2 separate regions of the Sus scrofa genome follow, and region 1 is linked to region 2. A link is a contact called in public Hi-C data. All regions are on one chromosome and are shown on one strand. The core of a region is the stretch at or near the end of the contact, and the rest is flanking DNA. Distances in the headings are between cores, read along the strand shown. Region 1 holds the start of TRAPPC6B (trafficking protein particle complex subunit 6B). Region 2 holds the start of GEMIN2 (gem-associated protein 2).

Region 1 (7,238 bases), core at 1,678-4,177, 47 kb before region 2:
CTTCGAGACTGCTCTACAGGCCGCGCCTGGCTGTGTCGCGCCGCGAAACGCGAGAGGACTGACAGCTGGCCTCAGCCAATGACAATAGGAGTTGTATTTCGGCCTTAACCATTCAGCAACCGGAAGGGGGAGAAGCTGCCGGCCCTTGAGACTCCGGGCCAATGAAAAGTCGACCAGGCGGTTGTCTCCCTCTCCAGTTAGCCGCGGGTGGCTGGGCTCCGCTTCTAGCGCAGAGTCGGGGCGGGTTTGAGAGTCCCTAGGTCCTCCGAGACGTGCGCTTGCGGCCGTGCTCGTTTGGCCAGGAGAGCGGAGCTTTCTAGCCCTTTTAACCCGTATATGACGTGCCTTTTTTCATTTTACCACCTAATCGCATTAGAGTAGAGCGGAAGCGAGTCTATTTTCCCATCTTCCCCGGTAAATGATTTTCTAAGGACAGGGTGCGGCCATTCTGTTGGTGCGCATGCCCAGAGAGGGGGTGGGCGGGTCGGCTCCCTTAATGAGGTTAAACCGTAAAGAGCACCGCAAAGCAAAGAATGAAGACGGAAAGATTATTAATCGTAATAGATAACATTTACTTTGTTCTCTACACCGTGAAACACTTTATGTGCCTTGTCCCCCACAAACCAAAAGCTTAAATAAAATCTCTGTTATTACTGATACGGAAGTTGAGTCTGGAGATACTGTAATTGTCCCTAGGTCATGCCGGCCTGGGGTCTTCCTATGATCAGACCCTGGGCAAGGATGTACTACAAGAAAAAAGCGATGGCGAGGCAGGCATTAGCTTCTACACCCGGCCTAATGCTCGTTGGTTTAAGACAGGGTCCGGGAGAGTAGCCCTATTGTTTGTGTCCTCCACCTTCTGGTTCTGCTTTACCCCTATTGCTGACCTGAGAACCGGTTTTGTTCCAGAAATATATTTGAAAACTGCATCTCAGAAAGCATTTTCGGGAGTTCCCGTGGTGGCGCAGTGGTTAATGAATCTGACTAGGAACCATGAGGTTGCGGGTTCGATCCCTGCCCTTGCTCAATGGGTTAAGGATCTGGCATTGCCGGGAGCTGTGGTGTAGGTTGCAGACCCGGCTCAGATCCCGCGTTGCTGTGGCTCTGGTGTAGGCCGGTGGCTACAGCTCCGATTAAACCCCTAGCCTGGGAACCTCCAGATGCCGCAGGAGCGGCCCTAGAAAAGGCAAAAAAAAAAAAAAAAAAAAAAAAAAAAAAAAAAAAAAAAAAAGGAAGAAAGCATTTTCCTACGGAAGCAATGTTATGAATAATCTTTGTGTTCTCATCCTTTATCCATCAGCCAGTGCATCCTTGCACGAAGCAGGCCAAAAGTATTTAACCCGAGTTACCATTTTACTTCATACCAACAGTCGTTAAAAGCTGTGTTAAGCTAGGCTTCGAAGAAAAAGCATAGAACAAGATAGCTGTGGTTCTTGCTTCCATGTAGTTTGTAGGATTTTCATGGAGCAAATATCATTCATGTTTTCATTAAGTCATTGAACATTTATGGAGTGACTGCTATGTGCTAGGTTTGTGGATAAGTCAGTGTACAATAGAGATATATACCCTCAAGGAGCTTGGTGGCAGGAAGAGTGGAGACAGACGATAAGCATAAGTAAATTACATAAAATGGTAGAAATGGGTTAAGTGCTATACAAAAAAAGAATTAGAGCTGCCAAGACGGATGAGTGTTGATAACTATTTGATTCTGATTATAAGCATACTTAGTCTTATTGATTCTTATTACAATCCTGTGTAGGAAGCATGAGAATGTGGTAATAGTAGATCTTAATCACGAAGTATAACAATGTTTCCATGGGAAGATGCTTTTAGAGTTATCCAAAAAAGTAGGATATATTCCTATTTCCATAGGATCTATTTTTAAGATCCTGGAAAGTTTAACATGGTCTGACTTATGGGGGCCCATCAGTGGAATGCCATGTTCAACATTTACAAATGCTCAATAAATATTAGTTTCCCGTCTAGGCTCCAAAATATCCAAAGAAAACTATGTTATTATGATCTGAGAAATGAACTTTGGAGTTCACGCTGTGCTGCAACAGGATCCGTGGCATCCCAGCAGCGCCAGGACTCTGGATCCCTGGGCTGGCACAGAGGGCCAGGGAAATCCGTATGTTGTAGGGCGGTCAAAAAAAAAAAAGAGAGAAAAACCAACCTTAGTAAGCTGCCTATATGTATATATATACACACACACACACATATATACACATATATGTATATATTTTTGCCTTTAGGGGTGCACCCGTGGCACATGGAGGTTCCCAGGCTAGGGGTCTAATTGGAGCTACAGCTTCCAGCCCACAACACAGCTACAGCAATGCAGGATCCTAGACGTGTCTGCAACATACACCATAGCTCACGGCAACACCAGATTCTTAACCCACTGAGCGAGGCCAGGGATCTAACCTGAGTCCTCACGGATACTAATCAGATTCATTTCCACTGAGCCAGGAGGGCAACTCCTAATTTGTATTTTCTTATTCAAATTAGCATTTCTTTGCGTTCTCCATTCCTCTCGTCCCTTGTACCTACTCCCAGTAAACTTCCTAATGGCTTCTAAATCTTTTTGTATATCCAGGCTTAATCCAAAATGGACAGGAATAATTTCTCAATATATCTAGTATTTATAGCCCCCAAAATGATGACTTACTCTTTTTACGACTTTTCCTATTAAGGAACATGCGGCAGAAATGAAAACTTTTGATTAAGCTAGTAGAAACTCTTGTCAGTTCTAACATAACTAACACAAAGATGGCAGCAGGAGCTCCTCCAGTCTCACTTTACCACCTTCCTCGCCGGCCGCCTACTACGTAGTAACAGGAAGAAGCCTTCCTCTATCTGGGAGCCCTCAGTTCAACCCCGGGAAGAAACTGTAACCATAGAGTTGGCGGAATGCCGGGGTAGAGGGGACCGGAAGTTGTTTTTTCGCCCCCCGCCCAGGGGCCGGATCGCATCTTCGTCGGTTTTGGTTCCCGGTCCTGTCAGACGCTCTAGTTCAGCCCGGGGGCTTGGTGGCCCTGGGGTGCGTTCGCCCCGGAACCAGGCTCACTGCAGTAACAGTCTTCGGGAAGCTGATTGAATTCCTCGTCTCCTAGCAACGAGGAACGAGAGGCGGACTGAAGGAGCGGCCGTGCAGGCCAAACTGCTCAGGCACTAGCAGGAACCCCTGAGCCCGTCCCAAACGGGAGCCGAAAGTCGGTGCTTGGAAGAATAAGCAGGAAATGGCGGACGAGGCGTTGTTTTTGCTTCTGCATAACGAGATGGTGTCTGGAGTGTACAAGTCCGCGGAGCAGGGGGAGGTGGTGAGTGCTGCCACACGCCCTTCGAGGTCCTTTTGCGGTGACGCTCCTTGTTTTCACTCAGTTCTTTCTTTCAACCCCTGACCCATCGCCACTCATCGCCTCCCAAAGTGTAGACAAACTGTTCACCTTCAGGTATCCTAAGCCCTAGAACCTGTCAGCTGTCTTCTATTTTTCCTTCGAGTCTCCTTTTCGTATCTTCTACTATTTGGTACTTTTTTGTCCAGTGCCACATCTGTGTATTGCAGGCCACTGCTTTTCTTAGTTTTGACCCAAGTGTTGTCCCTACCGCAATTTGCGGCAGAGTTAATTGCACAGCTGATTGCGGCACTCCTACTTGATTCTGTCACTTTCAGCACTTCCTAATCGTCTACTGGACAGATCTCTCCCAGCCCGAGAATCTTGTCCCTCCCTCCCCAACTCTCAATAACACTCTAGGCAACTCAAAGAGAGACGGCTAATGAGATTTGAAGCAGAAGCAAAAGAAACTTTGCAGATGTTACAATTTAACTAATTAAAAATATTTATTTAGTGTCCATTACATGTCAGAGGTAGTGGCTAGGGATAGAATAATGAGCTAAACAATGGCCCCAACCTCCTGGAGTTTACTTCTAATGTGTGGGAATCTTCATTCATTCATTGATTCATTCAGAAAATATATTAAGTGTGTATTGTGGGCCTGATGCTTTTAGATAAGTAAGATAGTCCTTGCCTCCCAATCGTTGGGGAACAGAGATTCAATGAATAATTAACATACTGGGTAGTAATTAGATATGGAACCATGGAGTTGTAGGGTTTTATAAATGAGCTAGTCCAAAGTCATGCTCAAGTCAGAAGCTCTTTCTATAATGCTACTGATAAAAGAGGAATAGAAAGTGAGGGCAGGAAAAGCATCTAGGTAAAGTGAAGGCACAGAGGGATGAAAGTGTAGTATATTTAAATATGCTTAAGCATTTTATTGTGACTGGATTGAATAGGTGGAGGGAAATATTAAAAGCTGAAGCTGGAAAGAGTCTTGTATGATAAAAAACATGGACCTTTTCAGTGAAGGGTTTTTAAGGAGGGAATGACATGGTCCATTTGCATCTCAGAAAGATAACCCAGTACTTGGGCTGGAGAGGGGATATTCTTGTACTGCAGAAGATCCATTATTGCAGGAGTCCAGGCAGGAGATGATGAGCTGGATAAAGAGAGAAGAGGAGAATGGTTTGAGAGATAAGTGGTAGAATCTCTCAGACTCGGTTAGGTATAGGAGTACGATTTTAAAATTACCCCAGAGTTTTAGCTTGAACAGCTGTGTTGGATGGAAAGGTAATACAGGAGAAAAAAGAGGGGAAGGTAATGAATTATTTTGGACAGATTGAACTTGTGGTATCTCTAGGACCAGTTTGTACACTACAAGAGGGACAGTGTCTCTTGGGAGTGTTATAACAAAAATACCACAGACTGGGTGGCTTATAAATGAGAGCTATTTTTCTCTCACAGTTATGCAGTCTGGGAAGCCCAGGATGAAGGCATGAGCAGATTCAGTGTCTGGTGAAAGCCTCCTCCTGCTTCATAGATGGATGTTTTGGCTATGTGCTCACATGATGGAGAGGGGCTAGCTGGCTCTCTGGCACTAATGCTGTACTTGAGGACTCCATCCTCAAAACAGAATCACCTCCCAAGGATCCTGCCTCCTAATACTATTACACTGGGGGTTAGGATTTTAACCTATGAATTTTTTTTTTCTTTAGGACTACACCTGTGGCATATGGAGGTTCCCAGGCAAGGGGTCGAATCAGAGCTACGGCTGCTGGTCTACGCCATAGCCACAGCAATGCAGGATCCAAGCTGCATCTGCAACCTACACCACAGCTCCCGGCAATGCCAGATCCTTAACCCACTGAGCGAGGCCAGGGATGGAACCCACAACATCATGGTTCCTAGTCAGATTCATTTTCACCGAGCCACAATGGGAACTCCTGAATTTTTTTTTAATTGCCAAAATGCTAACATTTGTTCATTTTGAGGAGTAGGTACATGGGAGTTTAATAATATAATTTGAACTTTATAATCACTAATACTTTCCTAAACTGATTACTGTTATCAATGTCTTATTACTATTTTCATTATCTTCTTGTTTTGTGCATATTCATCTCCCTTCATTGTGAATCACAAGAACTTCTGTCTGTATATGTTTTAAGTCTCACAACACATTTTTATGGATTTATCCTTTCAGTATTCATTTACACTTTTCATTATTTTTTATATCTTCCTACATCTTCAAGCTTTTATGTGGAATCATTGATCTCCTTGTCTCTACAGTTTTTTCTTTTGATTTAATTAAGTTCTAGTAGAACCTTTCTGATGTGGCTACTTGTTCATACACTCTGGCAGTGAGTAAAACGTGTATTACATTAAATGGTGAAAGAAATTCTTTTGAGACAGAGTAAGCTGGGAAATGGGATAGAGCATCATAATCACTTTTAGAGAGCTTCTTAAAACCCAGATTACTGACCCACACCTACAGTTTCTGATTCAATAGATTGGGGGTGGGCTTAAAGAATTTGCAATTTTTATAAGTTCCCGTGTGATGCTGATGCTGCTAGTCTTGGGATGCACCTTGAGAATCACTAGTATAGAGAATTTCTGAAGTAGAATGATACTGCAGTTTTAAAATGTTAAAATGGGCCTTATTGAGATGGTGAGGTGTGAGTGAAGACTTAAAAGTGAGGGAGTGGTCATGTGAATATCTGGAGGAAGAGCTGCCTATACAAGAGCCCTGAAATTGGAGCCTCCCTGGCATGTTTAAGGACACCAAGGAGATCACTGGAGCTGATGGAGTGAGTGAAGAAAGTAGAAGGTGGAGGCCAGAGAGTCCCAGGAGCCTAGATTGTATAGGCTTTGTAGATCATCTGGAGGATTTGGGGAGTCTTCCATATAGGATCATATTTAAAGCCTTAAGAGTAGTTGAGATTGTCAAGGGAAGAGCAAAGCAATTGCATGACTCCGGGCATAGGAGGGACACACTGAGAAATGGAAACCTTGGATGATGTAAAGAGACATTTTGAAGCAAGGGATAATAGAATTTAGTGACACCACAAAGAGAAGGACTGACAGAAAAAAGTCAAAGGTGGTACCTTGACCTCAATCTTATAACTGAGGAGAGAATAGTAGAAAATGGAAAAAGGCAGGGCAGGTGAGAAGAGTAACTGGGAAGAGGCTTTGTCATATCTGAAAAGCAAGAATAGTCAACAGTTCTGTTTATCTTACTGCCTTAGGAAAATGATTAGTACTAAGGAAATTCAAGTATAACTTGTAGGTATTCCCGCTGTGGCACCACTATATTGACAGTGTCTCTGCAGCAGCAGTAACGTGGGTTTAAACCCTGGCCTGGCACAGTGGGGTAAGTGGCACAGGTTGCAGCTTCTGCTCAGATTCAATCCCTGGCCCAGGAACTCCATATGCCACGGAGTGGCCAAAACAGGAAAAAAAAAAAAAAAAAAGTATGACTTGTATTTCACTTTTTCTTACAATGTTTCACTGAAAAAAAGGTATATTTACATTAATATTTTTAGCCAATACCTTTAAACTATTTTTGAATATTATTTTAAAAATATTTTTGAATATCTTTAAACTATTTTTGAAAATTTTTTTGTATTCTAAAGTATTCAAAACTAATATTTTTTAAAATAGGAAAATGGACGCTGTATTACTAAGCTGGAAAACATGGGGTTTCGAGTGGGACAAGGATTGATAGAAAGGTGAGCAGTATGGATTTGAAAATTTTCTTCTAGGAAGGTTATGAACAACGATGATCCATTTCAAAAGGTTGCATAGAAATTGAGATACTTTAATTCCCCGATTTTCTTTATTCTCTGTTCTTTAATTCACAACTGGAAATTTCTGTTTAGGTCTGATGCTATTTTAACTCAG
Region 2 (6,835 bases), core at 3,230-5,729:
CTAGAGCTCCGATTTGACCCCTAGCCTGGGAACCTCCATATGCCAAAGGTGTTGCCTTAAAAAGACAAAAAAAAAAAAAAAAAAAGAATCCAACTACAGTGGCTTGGGTTGCTGTGGAGGTGCAGGTTCAATCCTTGGGCACAGTGGGTTAAAGGATGCAGTGTTGCTGCAGCTGCAGCTCAGATTCAATCCCTGGCCTGAGAACTTTCAAATATCTCGAGTATGGCCATTAAAAAAAAAAGAGCTCCCACTGTGGAACAGGATTGAGCACTAGGACACAGGTTCAATCCCCGGCCTAGCAGTGGGTTAAGGATCCTGTGTTGCCACAACTGCAACTTAGGTATCGACTATAGCTTAGATCTGATCCCTGGCCCAGGAACTCCATATGCTACCAGGCAGCCAAAAAAGTATTGTCTTGGAACAATGTATCCACCTCTTTCCCAATACTCTCTTTTTTCCTTTTCTTTCTTTTTTTTTTTTTTGCTTTTGAGGGCCTCACTTGAGGTATATGTAAGTTCCCAGGGTAGGGGTCAAATCGGAGCTACAACTGCTGGCTTAGGCCACAGCCACAGCAACTCGGGATCTGAGCCATGTCTGTGACCTACACCACAGCTCATAGCAATGCCAGATCCCCAACACACTGAGCAAGGCAAGGGATCAAACCCAAAACCCACATCCTCATGGATACTAGTCAGATTCGTTTCTGCTGCGCCACAGTGAGAACTCCCCCAACACCCTCTTTTATCTACTAGTCCATAAATAACATATCTACTAAAGAGCTTAAAATTATATCTAAGCTAATAAAAGTAGGAAATACTACTTTCTATTAGGCATGGCAAGCTTTATGAAAATGTCACTCACTAGTATTGGCAACACACCTTATCAGGAAAATCCAATAAGTCTTTATTCAATCTTTTTATGAATACTGAAACTGTACTTAAGTTCGTAAAAAGCAAATATTTATAAGAACCCTTAAAAACTTGTGGAGACTGATCTAAAATCTCTCAAGACGTTGTGGATTAAAACTGTCATAAAAATAACTTGCATTACTGATTCTATCCTTTTCAGGCTAGTAAGATAATCGAATTGTTACTATTAAGAGTAGATGGGAGAGAATTAAAATAATATGGATTAAGTGAGTGAATCCTTAAGAATGGAAAGGAAATATGGACTATTTCTTTTTTGAGCGGGGTGGCATGCCCACAGCATGTGGAAGTTCCTGAGGCCAAGGATCAAATCCATGCCATGGCAGTGATAATGCCAGATCCTGAACCTGCTAAGCCACCAGGGAACTCCAATATGGACTATTTCAAATAGTTATACACTGTACAATCTAAACAGAGAAACTTACCATGGTCACGTTACTATCCAACTGTTGTGATTTCCAATGACTTCTATGTCTATTCACACTCTAAAGGAAAATAAGGTAGACAAATGATCTTCTGAGACTGGATAACTGAAAAGAAATCACCAGTGCACAAAAATCTAACAATCCTAAAATTTGGAAAATATGTTTCAGACTATATTATGGTAATGATTATAACAATAATTTGGTAATTAATTCATAAATATTTTTATATTTATACAGTAGACTACTAAATTGTATTTCTCCAAATACAGTCTAAAAATAGAAATAAATGGAAGGGAGAGAGGGGTTTAAATTGATTAAATGATGAAAGTACACTTACCTGCCGAACAGTTGAAAACTGTGCCACCTGTTGTTGTTGCCACTGAAGTGTAGGGGAATATCCTTCAGGCGCAGGTTGGCATCCTGAAAGCTAGAGATCAGTTCATAAATGTCAGAATCAATGTTAGTGTTATAACTAGAATCTCATGCTTCTGCAAAGTAAAAGCAGAATCAAGACGAAAAATGAATAATAAAGCAAATAAGACTACACAAGAAATAAATTTCTATAAATTTTTTTTCAGATGTAAAAAAGGGAATTCTCTTTACTATTTATGTCTGAGACATAAGACATTAGGAAAAGACCCCTTATATGATCACTTTAGTAAGAGCAATATGGAATGGCTTATAGTTTATATATTTATGTATATATTATATGTATTAAGAAATCCAAGAGTTCCAGTCGTGGCTCAGTGGTTAATGAACCTGACGAGCATCCATGAGCTTGTGGGTTTGATCCCTGGCCTTGCACAGTGGGTTAAGGATCCAGCATTGCCGTGAGCTGTGGTGTAGGTTGGCAACTACAGCTCTGATTGGACCCCTAGCCTCCCCCAACACCCTCTTTTATCTACTAGTCCATCAATAACATATCTACTAAAGAGCTTAAAATTATGTCTGAGCTAATAAAAGTAGGAATACTACTTTCTACTGTGGCTGTGGCAAAGGCTGGCAACTACAGCTCCGATTGGACCCCTAGCCTGGGAACCTCTATATGCTGCGGGTGCAGCCCTAAAACAGACAAAAAAAAAAAAAAAAAAAAAAAAACAAATCATACGAGCCCTGAAGATATAATCTAGCCCTACTTTTCTATAACAGCAAAACAGTCTGAAACAAAAAGAGAGATATATTCCAAAAAAAGAATCTTGGTATGAGTAGAATGTACTCAAGTAATTTAAGACTTTTGACTTTACAAGGTCTACTTCTGTTTCCCAAAATAGCACATAGGTGATAAATGATCACATATTGCCTTGAAATAAAACTTAGTATGGTCTTTTTTTTTTTTTTTTTTTTTTTTTTGTCTTTTTAGGCCTGCATCCATGGCATATGGAAGGTCCCATGTTAGGGGTCAAACTGGAGCTGTAGCTGCTGGCCTACCCCACAGGCACAGCAATGCTGAATCCAAGCCACATATGTGACATAGACCACAACTCACAGCAATGCCAGATCCTTTAACCCACTGAGCTAGGTCAGGGATTGAACCCATGACCTCCTAGTCAGGTCTGTTACCACTGAGCCACAATGGGAACTCCTAGTATGGTCATTTTTTAAAAGCCAGATATATAAGGTATCATCTTCCAGCAACTAAAAACTTCTGAAAAGGAATTACATGAAAACTATAGTGTCTGAATTAAAATCTCCTGATTATAAACATGAGATAAAGGAATTACTTAGAACATAAAAGGAAAAGGAATTATTACAATTTAAAAACAAATTGAATCCTCTCCTTCCACTGTGGGTTAAATAGCACCTCCTTAAGGAGACCTTCTGCTGCTAATCCCTGTTACTTATTGGTCATTATGTTAACTTTCTTCACAGCAAGAGTCAAAATACGCAATTAAATTGTTTGCTTTTCTTCTTTCTCAGGAGAATGTAAACTCTACAAGGGTAGGGACATATTTTTTGTTTCATCCTCTGTTGTATTTCCAGTGTCTAGCACAACAGAGTTGCTTTGTAAAAAGTGTGCTGGATAAACAAATGAAAAGGTTTACAGTGGCAAAATACCTAGAAAAGTGTAAGATATTTTGATTTCAAATTTTTAAAAAACAAAAGCCAGTCAAATTCAGAACATGCAAACTACATTAAAGTTAAATATCAGCCCAATAATAATTATGAAGAAGTGCAAAAAGATACCTTAAAAATAAAGGATAGCGTAAGTAACTTATTTAAAGCCTCCTTTAGGATTTGATCATCTTCTTAAAGTATTATGAGCAAATCTCCATGAATGCTAGGGTTACCAAAAGCCTCTATGGAAGCAGTAAATGGAATCTGTCCTTTTAGGGGACAAAGTACAAGCAAATGTCTAATTTACTAACTTACTACAGAGTAGTCAAATCTTAACTGATACTGCCTGATACTATCTGATACTATACTAAGAGCCTTGGTCTTTTAATTTGTAGTTGGGAGTGGGAAATCCCCTGACGGGTAATAAAACTCACAGAAACATTTACACTTTGCTTCCTTTTCAACTTCTTTGGGTCAATTTGAGCTACCACAACATCTGGACATTGAGCTGCTTCGATCCTACAAACAAATAATAAATGCAAGAAACGTGATTACTGTTGTTCATGCGCATTAAAACAAGCGATCCACTTCTACAGTTCATTACAAAATCAGAAAAAAAAAGTTCAGAATTGCAATTGAGGTACTAAACGATATATTTCTGAAATTATCTGGACTGAAAGCAAAGAAATTTAAGTTCACGTTATCTTCTCACGAGTAATCACGTTTAGCAAAATTAAGTTCATAGATGCAATGAAGGGATCTTGATCCGGTCCTAAACTGGAGACGGGATCAGAGACAGGGCTTTATCAAATTTGGTGGTGGGGCGAGGCACTGGGCGCTGTGCGCAGGGAGAACCACCAGCCCACCGCACAGGGTCTAATCACTCACTGGACCCGCCTCAGGTATTCCTGAGGAGTCCTCGGAGGTACGCTGGGATCGAAACCTTCTGTCAAGTCGCAGGGCTCCACTGGCAACAGCTGGGGCATCAACTCTTCCACCGCAGCCTCTGCAGGTACCCACGCCATAGTTTTCAATCCGGCCCGTCCTGCCCGGCGCATGCGCCAAGTCTAGGTCACAGCGCAGGCGCACAAGTGGGCGGGCGCCTTTGGCGCGGAGATGGGCAAGAGGCTGGGTTTAGGGGGCGAAGCTGCGCATGAGCTAACTCGCTGGTTGTCCTAAGGTTAAGGCTCGGGTGGAATAATGAAGACCAGGAATTTAGTTCCTGGTACTAGTGGTTCTGAAGTGTTTAAGGGGGGTTCCTTCTTTACTCTCCTAAGTAAATACTGAAGATTATTTTATGCATCCACAGTAGTGAGGGAACTTTAAATGTTTTTAAATTAATGAGCAGATTACTGTAATTATCACTTGTTGAGCTCTAAATTCTTAAGTCTCTGGTAGACACATCACATGCATTTCTTCTTTCTTTTCTTGGCTAGGCCTGTGGCATGCTCCCCTGCCAGGGATTGAACAAGCGCCACAGATGTGACCCAAGCCGCTGCAGTGACAACGTAGGAGTTTTAACCAGCTGCCCCACAGGGGAACTCTTCCATGGAATAGAAGCAATTGCTGTTTGAACAAAAGCTAGCAGTTTTAGTGACAAGTCTTGTCAGCATTTAAAGAAGAAAAGACAGGCATGAAATCAACCGTGTTGTAATTTTAAATGGCCATCAGCACCTTGACCTGGTATGTGCTACTTAAACTCTTATGCTCACGTTCATTTGTTATTTACAGGGATTGGACCAAATTATCATTAAGGTCTATTTGAGTTTGGAATTCTATTAACTCTAATGTGTAATTTATTAATTAGCTTTATTAACTATACCTGATATTATTGTAGTCTTAGGGCATGCAGAGTAGAACATATATGATGCTGAATATTACTTTTTCTAGTGAGTAGTTCAAAAATAGTTGGCCAGTGCTTTATAATGTCACCATCTGAACAAATGGAAGAGAATCCACGTTAGAAAAAATAAGTGCCTCGTTTATAGAGTAAACAAAAAAGAAAAAGTAGAGGTGAAACCGCCATCTAGTGGTGACCATGTAAAATTCCCAGAAATTTGTGTTACCATATTTTACCTACTGCTGGAATCTCCAATTTGGAAATCTCTGTGGGTTCAAAAGTAGGAAGGAAAATACTGGCTGTTACACATTAACAAGTGATTAATTAATGACTGAATAATGTTCAGAATACTTGCCCCCAGATGGTCCCTGGAAAAAAGTTCCAAGGTCAAATATCTTTGGGAAATGTATGCAAATGCCACTCTTAAAGATTCACAATGAATATTAGCATATTAAAACTCTTGACAAGTCAAGATACCTATTGTACATAATTTTACTGGTGTTTTTGACCACAGGACCTCTTTCTCTCTCTCTCTTTTTAATATTCTCTGGCATTGTAAAAAATGCCAGTCTGAAGAAATAATGATCATAGGAGTAATTTGGTTTTTTTTTTTTTTTTTTTTTTTTTTTTTTTTTTGCCATTTCTTGGGCCGCTCCCGCGGCATATGGAGGTTCCCAGGCTAGGGGTCTAGTTGGAGCTATAGCCGCCGGCCTACGCCAGAGCCACAGCAACGCGGTATCGGAGTCGCGTCTGCAACCTACACCACAGCTCAGGGCAACACTAGATCCTTAACCCACTGAGCAAGGCCAGGGATTCACCCGGCAACTCACGGTTCCTAGTCGGATTCGTTAACCACTGCGCCACGACGGAAACTCCAGGAGTAATTTACTTTTAAAAAAGACTTTTTTTTGGTGGTGGTGGTGGGGACTTATGTCAGATTTTACATTTTTACTCCCAATCTAAATATATAAAAATGATGATAATATAACTGTCTAGGTTTTCATGCCCAACTCATGAATATTTCGGGAACATTCATTTTGTACCAATACCGGCACAACGGGTATAACTAAAAGCAAACAGTTATAATTAGTTGCATGTTGGTAAATGTTTAACAAGCTTCCTTCAGATTCACAGACTGATATCAAATCCAGGAATGTCTATAGATTAAGTTAGAAAGCTGGTAAAGATTATTTCTGGAGATTCTCCCTTTCTCCAATTCAGTTTGACTCTTTTCTCCGGAGCTCAAGAAATTTTCCATTTTCTCTCTGCTCTTCCTCAGATCGAAACCTCTTAGCTTTCAACATATCAGGAAAAAAAAAAAAGAAGAAAAAATAGCCTTTATCATTTACCATCTGGGTCCAGTGGATCCTTTTAAATTTTTATAAATTTAAGTCACTTCATGAATAATTCATATGCAGAGTAAAGGAATATTCAATAAAGCTGTTATAAAAAAGTAAAGGGATAATGAAATACAACTTTATTGGAAATTCAAATAAGTATCTAAACATAGAAAACTCCAATTTTTATTCCATATTTTGCTGGTTTTGAAGGTTCTATTATCTTGGGTAATTTTATTCTTTTTCTATTTT

The links. Hi-C and Micro-C count contacts between places; a contact is called where the count stands out from the background.
Region 1: a Hi-C map of skeletal muscle shows a contact between it and region 2, with 3 times the contacts expected there. The contact joins the promoter of TRAPPC6B here to the promoter of GEMIN2 in region 2. A contact is called at or near these places in 2 of 5 promoter capture datasets (fetal liver and liver), 11 of 47 Hi-C or Micro-C datasets (blood, embryonic fibroblasts, heart right ventricle and 5 more) and 2 of 2 datasets of contacts at active chromatin or transcription factors (alveolar macrophages and skeletal muscle).

Annotation. Positions count from the first base shown.
Region 1 is chr1:169,718,471-169,725,708 of Sscrofa11.1, reverse strand. TRAPPC6B (trafficking protein particle complex subunit 6B) reads left to right here and starts at 2,927. Exons shown (of 6, transcript XM_013993366.2): 1 at 2,927-3,323; 2 at 6,999-7,066. The coding sequence starts at 3,243. It overlaps PNN (pinin, desmosome associated protein), which reads right to left and starts at 60. Exons shown (of 9, transcript NM_001244231.1): 1 at 1-60.
Region 2 is chr1:169,673,796-169,680,630 of Sscrofa11.1, reverse strand. It overlaps GEMIN2 (gem-associated protein 2), which reads right to left and starts at 4,479. Exons shown (of 10, transcript XM_003121777.5): 1 at 4,295-4,479; 2 at 3,841-3,925; 3 at 1,689-1,778; 4 at 1,352-1,411. The coding sequence starts at 4,464. It overlaps LOC100627270 (a long non-coding RNA gene), which reads left to right and starts at 4,504. Exons shown (of 3, transcript XR_002346575.1): 1 at 4,504-4,586; 2 at 4,843-5,089.